Regions from separate parts of the Danio rerio genome. Here region 1 is linked to region 2. Evidence: chromatin contacts called from public HiCAR-type data. All regions are on one chromosome and are shown on one strand. The core of a region is the stretch at or near the end of the contact, and the rest is flanking DNA. Distances in the headings are between cores, read along the strand shown. Region 1 holds the start of ssbp1 (single-stranded DNA binding protein 1). Region 2 holds the start of LOC101885512 (apoptosis facilitator Bcl-2-like protein 14).

Region 1 (3,389 bases), core at 472-2,971, 140 kb after region 2:
TAAAAAAATAATAACAATAAAAGCCATAAAAAATTATATACTTCTATATCCAGAAAGAGAACCAAAGAAATGGTGCATTTTAATTTTCATGCTTGAGTAAAACACTATGCTGCCCTTTAGTGTAATTAAAGAGCTAAAGGCTAAGGAATTTTTCAAATGGCCCAGATGGAAAAGATTTTTATTTGCCCAATCAATAATAATAATAATAATAATACATTAATAATAAAAATTTTAATATTTGAGATTTTATTTATTAGCTAATTTTTATTATTTAGCTATATTTTTATGATTAATATTGTGTAAAAACAAGCAAGCTCTACTTCTATCCATACACTTTTCCAAGATAACTTTCTGTTAAATAAAAAAGAACAAATGTTTTAAAAGTTTTAAAAACTATAATAAACTAAATCTATGCACAACATTCTGTCCAGGTCAGGATCCTCAGCAATAAATACATGAAGAACGTTTAAAGAAATGTTATTGTAAGGAAAATAATTACACTATTATGATAAATAGAGTTAAAAATGACCTCTTTTTAAATAAAAATTGTAAAGTTTTGATGAGATGATTGTTGGTGATTGTATGGGGTTTTGTCCAGATTTTGTAGCAATACATGAACAAAGTAAAATTAAGACATGTTAACAAAGATTTAAGACCTACAACACAATATTTCAGTAAATTTAAGACTTTTTAAGTCCTTAAATTTGGATTTTGATATATTTAAGACATTTTAAGACCCCACAGAAACCCTGGAGTAAACAACGAGTTGATTACAATGTTGTTTGACAGCTCTCAAAAGTGTCAAACAACAGGTCAAACTACTGGAAGAAAAAGCAATGTGTGTGTGGTGTCTGATAAATCCTCACATTTCTCCAAGGTCAGACTTGCGTCTGTGGTCCTATGACGGACAAACTGTTTCAGTATCTGTCAGGACAGAATAAAACAGCCATTTAATAATCAGAATCAAACAGCTCATCATAACACAATACAACAAACCTGAACATAATACTTTTTTGTATACTTCTTGTATTGTTACCTGTGCGGAGGCGTTTCTCAACATCTCTGCTGCGTCGATGGTGCTATAATGTTTACCGATATGTCATCCAGACTGATAAAGAGAAAATAACATAATTAAAACAAATTAGTGATTTAATGAAAAACTTTTAAGGAAACACTGCGATTAGGCATAGTAATATAAATGACAAGTGTAATAATATAATACAGGAAACAACTGTTTGACATCATCAATAGACAATAAAAGAAAAGCACTAAAAAATACGTATATGCTCAAAAAGATTGTCATCATGCATCAAAAAAGATTTAAAATGTACATTTTATGTTAGCTTTTATTTAACTTTTAAATCCATTATTATTAAACGAGAGATAAATTCTGCAAGAAGACGTGTACATATTTGTGAATTGCATACAGTTAAAATCAGAACTTTTGTCTGATTCTTATAAAGACTGCGATGTCATGATTTAGTTGGAGGTTCTGTATCTACTTTCGGCAAATCCAATGAAGAGACACATGTTAATCTACCGCCATGCACTTAAGTTACATTAATACGGGTCACGTATTTGAGATATTCGGAACAGCGAGTGTACGCCGATTTTATACGGAGTATTGACTTAGCACTTTATATCAAATAGAAATGTAAATGTAAACTTTTGACTTACAAATCCAGTAGATCTTGAGAAGGCTGCAATAACCCCACGCTGTTTCCGGTGCGTCTTCATAAACATTCCCCAGGAGCAAAAGAAACATATAACGTCAGTTCCGGTTCAACATAGTCATAAACAGCGATTCTTTTTGTTTATAAAACCTTTTTGGTAAAGTGATGTTGTATTACTTTTTAGCCTTAATAATATCCTTAATATTACTAAACTTAAATATTAAACTTAAAATTAAAATATTAAACCTCGTTACAGACCCAAACTAAACATTATAAATGTACAAATCTAACAATAATGCAGATGGTGATCTAGAGCAGTGGTTCCCAAAGTGGGGGTCGGGACCCCCCAAGGGATCGCGGGGCAATGAAGGGGGGGTCGCCTGGTGATTTCCAAAAATCGATTTATTTTTATTAAACCATAAGAATTAACATATTTTATCCATGACTATACTGAAAATAAAAATAGTCGTTTATAGTTACTATATACTATATAGTTACTATAGTAGCTTATAGTTACTAGATCTATTGGATTGCGACCCCTGGGGTAATTACATTATATTAAAGGCAGCAATAGCATCAGTACATTTTGATTTGATAACATCAGGTTATACTTTCTGGCACATTTAAAGCACTGACACAAATTTAATTGGTGTGTCTGCGTCATTGCATGCAAGATTTCTGTATTTATAACCACCTTAGAGGATATTGGGGGTCGCGAGTCACTGGCATTGTTATTTTGGGGGTCGCGGGCTGAAAAGTATGGGAACCCCTGATCTAGAGCAAGTGAAATAAAGACAAACATTTTGCAAATGTATGCTGATTATGGAAATTATTTAAAGCAGTTCATAATAATGTATGTATTATGTATAATACACGATCGCCTCATAGCAAGAAAGTTGCTGGCTGAGTCAGTTGGCATTTCTGTGTGGAGTTTGTATGTTCTCATTGTGTTGGCATCGGTTTCCCTCACAAGTCCAAAGACATGCAGTATAGGTGAATTAGGCAAGCTAAATTTTCCATAGTGTATGTGTGTGGATGAGTGTGTATAGATGCTTCCCAGTGATGGATTGCAGCTGGAATTAAGGGCCTCTGCTGTGTAAAACATATGCTGAATAAGTTGGCGGTTCATTCCGCTGTGGCGACTCCAGTCTAGACTCAGGACTAAAATGAAAAGAAAATGAATGAAGGAATAATACAAAATTATCAACAACACATGTAATATTAATAATTTTTAATAATCAATAAAGTTAATAAAGATGTTTATTTATTTATTTTAATTAGTATGGTATTAGTAAGTGTTTTAATAAAAATGTATTACTTTATTTAAATTTTAGACCATTTTTATTTCCTTTTAGTATAATAAACAAATAGTTATTTCATTTTTTAGTTCAAAAATTAGTCTAGTTTGAGATAATATAATATATATATATATATATATATATATATATATATATATATATATATATATATATATATATATATATATATATATATATATATATATATATATATATATATATATATATCCTTAATATTATATATATATATATATATATATATATATATATATATATATATATATATATATATATATATATATATATATATATATATATATATATATATATATGCATGTCAAGGAAAACACTAAACAACATGGGATAAATATCACTTAATATTATCATTTTGTATTATAATTTCCAGCGGAATTAAAAT
Region 2 (3,490 bases), core at 621-3,120:
AAATTGTGATTTTTAATATTATTTAATAAAGAAAACAATGCATTTAAAAATAACTTTTAAATGTATAAATAGTCAATTTACAAAACTTTACACAGAAAGAAAATTAAATGCATAAACAGTTGAAGTCAGAATTATTAAACACCCTGAATTATTAGCCCCCCTGTTTTCTCCCCAAGTTCTGTTTATTGGAGAAAAGATTTTGTACACATTAAAACTAATAACTTTTAATAACTCATCTCTAATTACAGATTTATTTTATCTTTGCCATGATGACAGTGAATAATATTTGACTAGATATTTCTCAAGAAACTCCTATACAGCTTAAAGTGACATTTAAAGGCTTGTAATAATTGTGATTTCAACTGTAAAAGGTCTACTTTATCATTTCAAATAACTTCACTCAACCTAAAATGTAAAAATATGCAGTAATTAAATATTATTCCACATTAGGTACACTTATTTTGATGTGTATTAAATTAAAATATATGCATAAAACTTTTAAATTACAATCATTTAGTCATTTTCAGCTGCATTCTACTGAACACACACACACACACACACACACACAAGAAAAAAATACTATAGTAATTTACAGTAAATACATTTTAAAACTATAGTAAAGTACTTAAATTAATATGTGGGGTGGTAATTATATAGTGGCTGTGGTTATACATGATAACTGTGGTTAATGCGGTAACAGCTATAGTCAAAAACATTAAAAGTGGATCTTCTCCTTTTGTCAAAGCTGTCCTAAAACTAATAAACAATACTTTATTTATTTGTCTTTGAACAATTTTGAGTAACTTTTTTGATTCACTTCGAATATTGACTACTATATGAAGAGTTCAGATGCAAAAACCTCTAAGTGCGTCTGAAATTTTCATAGAAAAAAAAAGCCTTTTTTTTCTCAGACTCCTATGTTTATGTTGTTATTTAATTTTAAAGACCTTTAAAAGAGTGCATTCTTTGCCATAAACTTGATATTACTGAACCTACATACAGGAGCCTTATGAAAATGCTCATTTTAAAAGGAAATTTTAAACAGCTTCTAGAGGTTTTTGCATCTGAACTCTTCATATATTAAATATTAAAGTACCCAATAAACTAATTTTAACAAGACGATATATTTACTACAATACACCACAGTTTACTGTAGTAAAAGCTATAATATACAAAAAAATTTTATTAGTTATAACAAACTATTAATAATTAATTATATAATTAATTATTTATTAGTTCACAGTATGTTAATACTACAGTATTCTGTAGAATTCATTAACAAAAAGCTGTAAATATTGTATATTATATTGCTCAGAAACACAATAAAACTTACGATTAAACACTATAGTATTTTTTTAATTAAAGTAAGTAAATACACATTAAAGAAATTAAATAAAATATTTTATTTAAATAATTTAAATAAACACTGTACTTGTATTGAAAGTATTTAGTAGTAAAATCAGGAAAGTTTATCCAAAAGTAATTCAGATTATGATTTTTATTTATTACAGTATTAACTAGCGATCGCTGATGTATAGCCTATGGTAGATACTGTGCCTGGGCATGTCCATAAACCCTCGCCATTAAACTCCGTTTCCCTGTTGCTTTAGTCCTACAGAAAACACTTGTACGTGATTTGATCAGGATTTGATGTGATTGTATCTCATTCTCGACATATTTCAACATTTAAACTGACGAGTAACTTACAAGAAGTCACGGAAGTTTAAACCAAACATATCAAAACAACTACAAACAGTACAGCAGTCTGCTATAGGCACTGTTAACTTTCTCAAAGTGAAGAATACAAATAGGAAAGTGGAAATACTTACATGACTTGCTGCTTCTCTTGGTCTCCTCGCTTTATGACAACTAAGTTAAGCAGGGCAAAGGTTTTGGTTTTGTTTGAATGGAAGTGGGCGTGGCCGACGTCAACGCAGAGTCACAAGACTTTTTAGTCACAGGCTAACTTGGATAGACGAGTTAAATGATTCAGCAGAACAGTTAAAGTGGAAATAAGAATAAAAAGAGACTTTAAATGGAAAAATTAATGTACATTTTAAAAGTTTTGATTGGTTTCTGCATAAAGAGAGAGCAAAGGAGTAAAAATGTAAGTCATCTCCCTACAAAATTAAAAGGGTTTTATTTACGTTGAACTTACGTCTGTTTTCTAGAACACATAACTTAAATCAAGATACACGAACTCCAGAAGCTAAATTAATCTTGGTTTACTTTTAAAAACAATCAAAATCTGTTGAGGACTAAACCTGCAAAAACAATAAATAAATAAATAAATACGCAAATACACTAACAAATAAAACATTAAATAATATGCAAATAAATACATAAAACATTAAATAATATGCAAAAAAATAAATACATAAAACTTTAAATAATATACAAATAAATAAATAAAACATTAAATAATATGCAAAAAAATAAATACATAAAACTTTAAATAATATGCAAATAAATAAATAAAACATTAAATAATATGCAAATAAATAAATACATAAAACTTTAAATAATATGCAAATAAATAAATAAAACATTAAATAATATGCAAATAAATAAATACATAAAACTTTAAATAATATGCAAATAAATAAGGAAAAGTATATAAATTTGCACGAATATTGGGGTAAAAAAAAATGCTAAATTGAAAGTTTATTTCCCCCCCTTTCAAATGTTTATTAATTTCCTGAATGTAATTCCGGATTTACTTTTCCTCAGGTCAACATACTAATGAGAATGAATGAATAAACATTTGAAATGGGGGGAAATAAACCTTCAGTTTTTTCAACATTTGTGTAATTTATTTAATTATTTACCTGCCAGCACTATTCATTATTTATATATTTATTTATGCAGGAAAATGTAAATTTTTATATACATTTATTTATTTGCATATTTATTGTTTGTTATTTTATTTATGCAGGAATTTCTGGATTTTTAAATGCATTTTTTATTTGCATATTTATTAATTCATTTATGCAGGAATTTGTGGATTTTTATGTTCATTTATTTAATTGCATATTTATTATTTTATTTATGCAGGAATTTTTGGATTTTTGTGTACATTTATTTAATTGCATATTTATTATTTATTATTTTATTTATGCAGGAATTTTTGGATTTTTTGTGTACATTTATTTAATTGCATATTTATTATTTATTATTTTATCTATGCAGGAATTTGTGGATTTTTATGTACATTTATTTAATTGCATATTTATTATTTTATTTATGCAGGAATTTTTGGATTTTTGTGTACATTTATTTAATTGCATATTTATTATTTATTATTTTATTTATGCAGGAATTTGTGGATTTTTATGTACATTTATTTAATTGCATATTTATTATTTTATTTATGCAGGAATTTTTGGATTTTTGTGTACATTTATTTAATTGCATATTTAATATTTATTATTTTATTTATGCAGGAATTTTTTGGATTTTTGTGTACATTTATTTAATTGCATATTTATTA

The links. HiCAR-type assays count read pairs that join an accessible place to other places.
Region 1: a contact with region 2 is called in a HiCAR-type map of caudal fin, with 5 times the contacts expected there. The contact joins the promoter of ssbp1 here to the promoter of LOC101885512 in region 2. A contact is called at or near these places in 1 of 18 Hi-C or Micro-C datasets (caudal fin) and 2 of 4 datasets of contacts at active chromatin or transcription factors (caudal fin and embryo).

Annotation. Positions count from the first base shown.
Region 1 is chr4:5,118,238-5,121,626 of GRCz12tu, forward strand. It overlaps ssbp1 (single-stranded DNA binding protein 1), which reads right to left and starts at 1,722. Exons shown (of 7, transcript NM_001017806.1): 1 at 1,678-1,722; 2 at 1,037-1,108; 3 at 867-924. The coding sequence starts at 1,060.
Region 2 is chr4:4,974,456-4,977,945 of GRCz12tu, forward strand. LOC101885512 (apoptosis facilitator Bcl-2-like protein 14) reads right to left here and starts at 1,871. Exons shown (of 5, transcript NM_001328001.1): 1 at 1,830-1,871. The coding sequence starts at 1,831.